2 separate regions of the Pan troglodytes genome follow, and region 2 is linked to region 1. Evidence: chromatin contacts called from public HiChIP or PLAC-seq data. All regions are on one chromosome and are shown on one strand. Each heading gives the region's core, a stretch centred on a gene start, on an enhancer-like site or on the middle of the called end of the contact. The rest is flanking DNA. Distances are from core to core; before and after follow the strand shown. Region 1 holds the start of LOC129137269 (large ribosomal subunit protein uL23-like). Region 2 holds the start of NHLRC4 (NHL repeat containing 4).

Region 1 (4,582 bases), core at 1,121-3,620:
TAAAAAAAAAAAAAAAAGGAAAAAGAAAAACCTGTCTACTGCCATCCGCTGAACGTAAAACAACAACAAAAAACTGAACTGTCATTCCCAGCACTTTGGGAGGCCGAGGCGGGCGGATCATCTGAGGTCAGGAGATCAAGACCATCCTGACCAACATGGTGAAACCCCGTCTCTACTAAAAAATACAAAAATTAGCCGGGCATGATGGTGTCCACCTGTAATCCCGGCTACTCAGGAGGCTCAGGCAGGAGAATGGCTTGAACCCGGGAGGCGGAGGTTACAGTGAGCTGAGATCGCGCCATTGCACTCCAACCTGGGGGACAAGAGTGAAACTTCGTCTCAAAAAAAAAAAAAAAAAAAAGTGTGGGGAAAAGAAGAGAGATGAGATTGTTACTGTGTCTATGTAGAAAACTCCATTTTGATCTGTACTAAGAAACATTGTTTCTGCTTTGAGATGCTGTTAACCTGTAATTTTAACAGAAACCTGTGCTCACAGAAACATGTGCTGTGTTGAATCAAGGTTTAATAGGTTCAGGGCTGTGCAGGATGTGCCTTGTGAACAATTTGTTTGCAGGCAGTGTGCTTGGTAAAAGTCATCGCCATTCTCCGTTCTCGATTAATCAGGGACACAGTGCACTGCGGAAAGCCGCAGGGCCCTCTGCCCAAGAAAGCCTGGGAGTTGTCCAAGGTTTCCCCGCACTGAGACAGCCTGAGATATGGCCTCGTGGGGAGGGAAAGACCTTACCATCCCCCAGCTCCACACCCGTAAAAGGTCTGTGCTAAGGAGGAGCAGTGAAGGAGAGAGGCCTCTTTGCAGCTGAGATAAGAGGAAGGCTTCTGTCTCCTGCTTGTCCCTGGGAATGGAATGTCTCGGTGTAAAGCCAACCATTCGTTCTATTCTGAGATAGGAGAAAACCGCCCTGTGGCTGGTGGCAAGATATGCTGGCAGCAATACTGCTCTGTTACTCTTTGCTACACTGAAATGTTTATGTAAAGTGAAACATAAATCTGGCCTATGTGTACATCCCGGCACAGTACCTTTCCTAGAACTTACTCATGATACAGATTCCTTTGCTCACATGTTTCCCTGCTGACCTTCTCTCCATCTGTTGCCCTGCTACACTCCCCTCGCTAAGATAGTAAAAATAATGATCAATAAATACTGAGGGAACTCAGAGACCAGCGCTGCTGCAGGTCCTCGCAGGCTGAGTGCGCCAGTCCCCTGGGCCCACCTTTCCTTCTCTATACTTTGTCTCTGTGTCTTATTTCTTTTCTCAGTCTCTTGTCCCACCTGACGAGAAATACCCACAGGTGTGGAGGAGCAGGCCCCCTTCAAAAAGGGTACGTACTTCCTACTTTTTTGGGTTGGGAAATGACCTTTGTTTTTTTTTTTTTTTAGACGGAGTCTTGCTCTGTCACCCAGGCTGGAGTGCAGTGATGTGATCTTGGCTCACTGCAACCTCCACCTCCCGGGTTCAAGCGATTCTCCTGCCTCAGCCTCCCAAGTAGCTGGGACTACAGGCGCGTGCCAGTTTTTTGTATTTTTAGTAGAGACAGTTTTCACCATATTAGCCAGGCTGGTCTTGAACTCCTGACCTTGTGATCCACCGTCCCCAGCCCTTGAATGATTTAATTAGTTAATTTATTTATTTTTGAGATGGGGTCTCGCTCAGTCACCCAGGCTGGAGTGCAGTGGTGCGATCTTGGCTCACTGCAGCCTTGACCTCCTGGGCTCAAGGGATCTTCCTGCCTCAGGCTGTGGAGTAGCTGGGACTACAGACACACATGCCACCATGCTTGGCTACAATTTTTTTTTTTTTTATGGTGACAAGATATATATATATATATTTAGAATTAGGCAGCTGGACTCAGTTTAGATGATCCCAATTTTGTTGGCAACATCCAACGCATCATAATCAGGAGCCAGTCGAACACATGCCTTCTTCTCTCCATCAGGCGGAATCAGGGTGGTGACCTCGGCCACATCACCGTCATAGAGCCTCTTCACAGCCTGTTTGATCTGGTGCTTGTTGGCTTTAACATCCACAGTGAACAAAAGCGTGTTGTTTTCTTCTGTCCTCTTCACGGCCGACTCCGTGGTCAGCGGAAACTTGATGACAGCGTAGTGGCCAAGCTTGTTTCTCCTGGGGGCGCTCTTCCAGGGATATTCAGGCCGCCTCCGGCGTCGCAGTGTCTTGGGCCGCTGGAAGGTGAGTGACGTGCGGGTCTTCTTTTTTATGTGGCTGTGGACACCTTTCAACGCTGCCTTCTTGGCCTTTAAAGCCTTCGCTTTGGCTTCGGCTTTAGGAGAGGCAGGAGCTTCCTTCTTCGCTTTCAGCGCCATCTTGTGAAAAGGCCAATTTTTTTTTTTTTGGTTTTTTTTTTTTTTTTTGTAGAGACTGGGTTTCCCCATGTTGCCCAGGCTGGGAAAATGACCCTTTTTTTATGAAAGAATAATAATGCATGATAGTTGAGCCTAAAAAAAGCCCCAAAACTCTGGGGAAACTATTTCTGTCTGTGAAACTCTGATGTCTGGGCACCTCTGGTGTGGTTCATGCTGACAGGTTAGGGCACTGGGTCAGAAAGACAGGGTTACGGTCTGCACTCCTCCTGCCTGACCACAGAGTGAGAGAGACCCATCTCCTGCCCTCAGGAAACCCGGGGCGGAGCGGGAAGACAGGGTCTCCCACGTCTACCAGGTGGCCATGAACAGACAGAGGGAAACTCCTTTCAACCTGCAGAGCCTGGGAGAGTGTCCACAGAGAAAGAGGGGTCCTCACACAGTCTTGCACACAGGAAGCATTTGCAGGAGGTGCGCAGGGTGGTTATTTGGAGAAAATTGGATTACGGCTTTTTTTTTTGCTTTTATTTAACTTTTGATATTTTTATCCAAGACAACTATAATAATGCTTATTGCTGCTGGGCGAAGAGCACACCGACTGTGGAAAGCTGCTCCCACACCCAGCAACCCTCCCCTCCGGCCAGGCTGCAGGCAGCTGGAGTCCACCCTCACCCAGGCTCACTGGAGGGGGACCTGGGGAGGGGGCTTGAGGGTCTTCCTGTTTGTTTGGAAATACGATGCGTCCCTGTTATCCAGCAACTGGATTTTTCACTTTACTGACATTCCTTCTGAAGACACATTTATAGACCCATCTAAAAGTTGCATAAATATTCAGAGTAGGCCGGGCGCGGTGGCTCACGCCTGTAATCCCAGCACTTTGAGAGGCTGAGATGGGCAGATCACGAGGTCAGGAAATCGAGACCATCCTGGCTAACATGGTGAAACCCCATCTCTACTAAAAATACAAAAAATTAGCCAGGTGTGTTGGCGGGCGCCTGTAGTCCCAGCTACTCGGGAGGCTGAGGCAGCAGAATGGCGTGAACCTGGGAGGCGGAGCTTGCAGTGAGCCAGGATCGCGCCACTGCACTCCAGCCTGGGCGACAGAGCGAGATTCCATCTCAAAAAAAAAAAAAAAAAAAAAAAAAATCAGAGTAGGCTGGGCGCTGTGGCTCATGCCTGTAATCCCAGCATTTTGGGAGGCCAAGGTGGGTGGATCATGAGGTCAGGAGATCGAGGCCATACTGGCTTACAGGGTGAAATCCCATCTCTACTAAAAACAAAAAAAATTAGCCAGGAATGGTAGCAGGCGCCTGTAGTCCCAGCAACTCGGGAGGCTGAGGCAGGAGAATGGCGTGAACCCGGGAGGTGGAGCATGCGTGAGCCGAGATCGCACCACTGCACTCCAGCCTGGGCGACAGTGAGGCTCCGTCTCAAAAAAAAAAAAAAAAAAATCAGAGTATATTTTAGCATAATTTATTTACCCGTTGCCCTCGTGGAGCGCCCAGGTTTTTCCAAATACAAGCAGTTCTGCGGCAAACATCCTTGTGTGTCTGTCTCTAGGCCTAGTGTTCTCCATTACCCTTTTTTTTTTTTTGAGATGGAGTCTTGCTCTGTTGCCCAGGCTGGAGTGCAGTGGCCTGATCCCTGCTCACTGCAAGCTCCACCTCCCGGGTTCAAGTGATTCTCCTGCCTCAGCCTCCTGAGTAGCTGGGATTACAGGCGCATGTCACCACGCCTGGCTAATTTTTATATTTTTAGTAGAGACAAAAATAATTCGCCATGTTGGCCAGGCTGATCTTAAACTCCTGACCTCAGGTGACCCGGCCACCTTAGCCTCCCAAAGTGCTGGGATTATAGGCATTAGCCACCATGTACGGCCTCTCCGTTACTTTTTTTTTTTTTTTTGAGATGGAGTCTCGCTCTGTCGCCCAGGCTGGAGTGCGGTGGCGCAATCTTGGCTCACTGCAACCTCCACCTCCTGGGTTCACGCCATTCTCCTGCCTCAGCCTCTGGAGTAGCTGGGACTACAGGCACCTGCCACCACGCCCGGCTAATTTTTTATATTTTTAGTAGAGACGGGGTTTCACCATGTTAGCCCAGGATGGTCTTGATCTCCTGACCTCGTGATCCGCCGGCCTCGGCCTCCCAAAGTGCTGGGATTACAGGCGTGAGCCACCGCGCCCGGCCCTCTCCATTACATTTTAATGTTGGCACAATAATTTTCAGAAGGTTGAGGAGGTT
Region 2 (4,790 bases), core at 939-3,438, 190 kb before region 1:
CCTTGTAGGAAGCTCCCCCAGACCCTCCCAGCACGGCTGCACTGGGAGGACAAACAGCATGGAGCTGTTTGTCCCTGTCTGCAGAATGAAGGCCCAGACAGCTTTCATTCATGGGGACGTGGAAGAAAAGGCATCCAGGGTTCAGCCAGCCATGGGCCTCCAGACACTCCAGGGTTGCCTCCCCCTTACCTCTGCCAGGCCCAGAGAAGCTACTGGAGGCTCAGGACTCCAGGTCCCTCTGAGGTTGGGGACATTTAGGGGCCACACCCCTGCCCCAGGCCGCCCCGCCCAGCCCATCCCAGCCACACCCTCCCTGCCTGTCTGCCCCTGATTAGGAGGCCTGGGCAGGGGCACCTGGTGGGAGAGCCTGCCTAGCTGTGTGCCGGCAGCTGGCCCAGGATCTCAAGGCTTCAGCTGCCAGCCCCAAAGTCCAGGCACAGGGCCTGAGGGGGCGTGGGGGGCATGAATGCAGGGGCCAGGGCACTGAATGGGGACAGCAGAGAGCGGCCCCGGCTGGGGAGGCTGCAGGCCTGGCAGGGGCAGCCTGGGAAGCAGACTCAGGGCTGCTCCTGAGATCCGGAGCCTCACCAGCAGGAGAACTCGAGCCAAGCCCAGGGCCCAGCCCAGGTGGTGCTGGCATCAGGCAGGCAATGCCCATAGCCTGGAGGCTCCACCCATCCTGAGGGTTCCTCCCGCGGTGATCCAAGGGCCTGGGAGCTGGCCTCAGGCACAGGAGGGCTGCTCCAACCCAGCCTCAGGTCAGGCCAGCTCCTTGCCCTGGTACACCTTGATGGAGTTGTCCTTGGCATCAGCCACCAGGAGCTGGCCCTGGGGTGCACAGGCCACTCCCAAGGGCTGCCCAAGCCCCTCTGACACCAGGCAGATGGGTGGCCCAGCCCGGGGAAACAGGGTCACCTGGCGCCTCTGCTCATCTGCCACAATAACGTTGCCCTCTGAGTTGGAGCAGATGCCCGCTGGGCAGCCGAAAGTGTGCCCCGTCCAGCCCCCCAGGGAGCCCAGGGGTTGGCGGGCACTGCCAAACAGCCTCACATCCCCAAACTCCTCACTCACAGCAAGGCCCCCATCAGGCCCTGGGCCCACCCAGCAGGGGCCCTCCAGACCCAGCATGGAGGCTGGGGCCAGGGGCTCCCAAGCAGGACCCAATGAGAAGCTGTGCACAGCCCCAGGCAAGTAGTCCGTCACCAGGAGGCGGTTGAGGGCATCCACAGCCAGCCCTCGGGGAGACAGGAAGGTGCCCACTGTCACCCAGTGGCCCCCGGGGTCCCGGGCTGTGTGCTGGAGTGCATGGACAGCCCCATGCATGGGATCGCTGACCACCACGAGCCCTGACGCTGTCACAGCCACGTCCTCTGGAACGAAGGCCCCGCTCCCCGGAGTGCGGCAGGGCAGGAGGCAGATGGGGCGTCCCTCCAGATCTAGCACGTGGACACAGGGCGCAGCCCCGGCCGTGAGGAAGAGCAGGCCATCGGGGGAGCAGTGCAGGCCCCGGGGCCCTCCCGCAGCCCCTGCGGGCACCCGGATCCACCCAAGCAGCCGGAGCTGCCGGGAGCCCGTGGAGTCTCCAGGTGGGTCCAGTGTGAGGTGCAGACACCTGGAGGCCGGAGTCCAGTCAGTCCGAATCAGCGTCTCAGCTTCTCTGCAGCTGGGTCACGCTTGGGGCTGCAAGAGAGAGAATAAGGCCCCACTGTGTGTGGGAATGGCAAAGTCACTCCTCCAGTGCCCTCCTATGAGGCCGGGTCCTCCAGGTCCTGAGAGTCTACCTGGCCACCAAGCCCAGCGGCCACCCTAGTGTCTAGGTGCCTGGGACTTGAGTCTGGGAGACACATGACCCGTGTAGCTCGCTGTGGGTTTTCCCCTGAGCCCCAGATGAGCTCACGGGCCTCAGACAGATAAGCAACGTTTCTCAAATCCATCTGCCTGTGGAACCCCTTTCTACGGGGGGGGGGGCGGTCACCCACACACAGCCCTTCTACCCAAGCCCCTAGGTCAGGGAGACTTCTGACCCCTTAGGGGCGAGGCAGCCTATTCCAAGGGCCTCCACCTGCCCCACCGAGAGAGGCCGGGGGGAGGGGTCTCTTACCTGGGCCCTGTCTCGCTGGGCCCTGCTTTGGGGCTGGGTGGCTGCAGCCTCTGTTGTTGGAAACTAGAACCGGAGGAAGTGGGAGGAGCCACTGGCAGGGACGCAGCGGGGCCGGGTGGAGGAGGGAGAGTGCAGTCTCCGGCCTTGGCCCCTGAAGCTTCTATGAAAGAAAAACCAGGTCCCCTGAGGACTCCCCATGCTGCGGTGTTCCTGCCTCCGCGCCTCGTTGCAGGCTGCGCCCTCTGCCCGGACACTATTCCCACGTCCCCTACACGGCCAGATGCCATGCAGCCCACCCCCCTTCAGGAGTCCCCCACGGTCCCCCCACAACCAGCAAGTTCATTACTCCAAGTGGCAAGGCAGCCCCAGGCTGCCACCCCCAAGCAGGGTCCTTGGGTCTGGACCACAGGCGGGTGACCTGCTGGCTGAGGCACCCTCCATGAGGCCTGTCCTGCTCCCCACGGGTGACAGCGAAGGAGGTCGTGTCTCCACACCTGGGAGACGGGTGCTGTTGCCCCCAGCAAGGCCATGCTCACCTGTCTGCCCAGTGGGGGTGAGAAACTGAGGTGCAGTGGACATATGGGGTGCAGTGGACATATGGGGTGCAGTGGACATATGGGGGGCGGGGGCTGAGGACAGGGAGTCTCCCTCAGACTCGGGACTTGGGAACAGTTCCTGGCTGCCCAGAGCCCCCTGCAGCCCCTCCAGGAAGCCTCTGGGTAGAGGGGCCCGGCTGGGACCTGTCCCCACAGCACTCCGCGCCTGGCCAGGCAGCACCCCAGCTCTAGCTGCCCCGAGGCAGGGTCGGGGCTGATGCTATCTCCCTGGTAGTTAATGGGGCCGCTGCCAGCCTGCTTGGACTGGCCCCAGCCCGGCTGGACGCAGGCAGGAACTGCTTCTCCTCCTGGGGGGGCGATGTGGGCTCCAGAGCCCATTCCAGGGTGGGCGTGGAGGGTGTGGCCAGCTCTCCCAGGAGAGAAGTAATTTGCTGTGGGGGTCCCGGGTGCCCCTCCCTGTCTGCCCATCCCCTGCCCGTGGGAGGGCCAAGCCAGGCCCTGCTGGGAGGGAGGCAGTGAGCTGTGAAGGCTGATACCTATCACGGCTGCAGGGGCTGGCAGGGGCCAGCAGAGCCCACGCTGGGTGAGCAGCCTCCAGCCACAGAGCCCCGGGGCCACCGTTTAACCGCAGGAGAGCTGATATGAGCGCTGCCTTGCTGGATTCAGAGGCTAGAGGATGTTCAGGGGTTCGTGCCCACCCCCGACACACCAAGACACAGGCCGAGCAGCCCAGTCCACACGCCTCTCCACCCCCGACACACCAAGACACAGGCCGAGCAGCCCAGTCCACACGCCTCTCCACCCCCGACACACCAAGACACGGGCCGAGCAGCCCAGTCCACACGCCTCTCCACCCCCGACACACCAAGACACGGGCCGAGCAGCCCAGTCCACACGCCTCTCCACCCCCGACACACCAAGACACGGGCCGAGCAGCCCAGTCCACACGCCTCTCCACCCCCGACACACCAAGACACGGGCCGAGCAGCCCAGTCCACACGCCTCTCCACCCCCGACACACCAAGACACGGGCTGAGCAGCCCAGACCACACGGCTCTCCTCGCTCAGCTCCCGTCTCCGATGTCCCGCCCCACCCCCAGATCCCAGCCCCGCAGGGAGGGCCCAGCCCACAGGAGAGGGCCGAGTCTGAAGACAGAGGCCCAGCAGGACTGCTGCCCACCCAGGCCTCCCAGGCCAGGACACTTCCTTAGGGGGGTGTCCAGGTGGCTACACTAGGGCCCCAAAGGAAGGAGGCACAGACGGTGTGTGTGAACAGTTTCTGTTTTAATGTCCACAGTTGTGATCAATAAATAACTGTGACCTCCAGCGTCCCTGTGTGGCCCCAGGGACAAGCGTTGGCCACGGCCCGTGGGGGTGTATCCACATGCATGCGGAGGCGGGGCAGGTCCCAGGCAGGTGAGGGGCAGGGGCTGCAGGAGAGGGGCCGGCATGCTGCAGGCAGAGACAGTCGGACCTCAGGCGCTGCAGGTCAGACCTCGGCGCCCTGGGGGCTCTGCAGGCCACAGACAGCCTCAGGGGTCTGGGAACTCCCCGTCGTCGCAACACAGGTGCCCCAGCCACTGCCAGGAATGACAGGGTCATCTGGGGCTGGGAGGGGGAGCCCTGGGGGTGGGACGCTGGAGTCGGCCTCACACTTGGTGGTGTGGCCGGAGAAGGGTTGGGGCGCTGCAGGGCCCAGCATGCCGGGTGGCTCGGGGGTGCCCCCGGTCAACACGGGACCCAGCTCGGGCCGCCCCCACGCCTCTCCAAGAGCCTGGGGCCCCTTGGCGGGCGCACGTTTCACAGAGAGGTCGAGGGGTGCGTCTGGCGGCCTCACGGCCCGCTCCAGTGCCTGGTGAATGGTGAGCAGCTCCAGGCGGATCTTGCCCAGCTGCTCCCGCAGGGGTCTCGGGGCCAGGCCCCCCGCGGGCCCCAACTGTCCCAGGCGCTGCTCCACCCTGGCGTAGTCACCGAGGGCCCGGGTCAGGTCCTTGCCCACATGCTCCGGGCTTCCTGGCACCGGGCCCCGTGGCTGCGGGGGGAGGGGGCCCTCAGGGCCGGGGGTCTCAGGGCCGCCTGGCTCCCTGTCCTCGGGCCACAGCATCACAGAGGAGCTGGTGGGCAGGCTGTGG

What was found. HiChIP or PLAC-seq counts read pairs in DNA pulled down with a chosen protein or histone mark.
Region 2: a contact with region 1 is called in an H3K4me3 HiChIP or PLAC-seq map of stem cell-derived excitatory neurons, with 4 times the contacts expected there. The contact joins the promoter of NHLRC4 here to the promoter of LOC129137269 in region 1. A contact is called at or near these places in 1 of 7 Hi-C or Micro-C datasets (stem cell-derived neural progenitor cells) and 1 of 1 datasets of contacts at active chromatin or transcription factors (stem cell-derived excitatory neurons).

Annotation. Positions count from the first base shown.
Region 1 is chr18:2,732,448-2,737,029 of NHGRI_mPanTro3-v2.0_pri, reverse strand. LOC129137269 (large ribosomal subunit protein uL23-like) reads right to left here and starts at 2,370. Exons shown (of 1, transcript XM_054668114.2): 1 at 1,832-2,370. The coding sequence starts at 2,344. The coding sequence ends at 1,874. PGAP6 (post-GPI attachment to proteins 6) reads left to right here and starts at 2,110. Exons shown (of 15, transcript XM_063796371.1): 1 at 2,110-2,210.
Region 2 is chr18:2,924,334-2,929,123 of NHGRI_mPanTro3-v2.0_pri, reverse strand. It overlaps NHLRC4 (NHL repeat containing 4), which reads right to left and starts at 2,188. Exons shown (of 2, transcript XM_016929013.4): 1 at 2,102-2,188; 2 at 1-1,680. The coding sequence starts at 1,323. The coding sequence ends at 760. PRR35 (proline rich 35) reads right to left here. Exons shown (of 3, transcript XM_003314887.7): 3 at 4,060-4,784. The coding sequence ends at 4,148.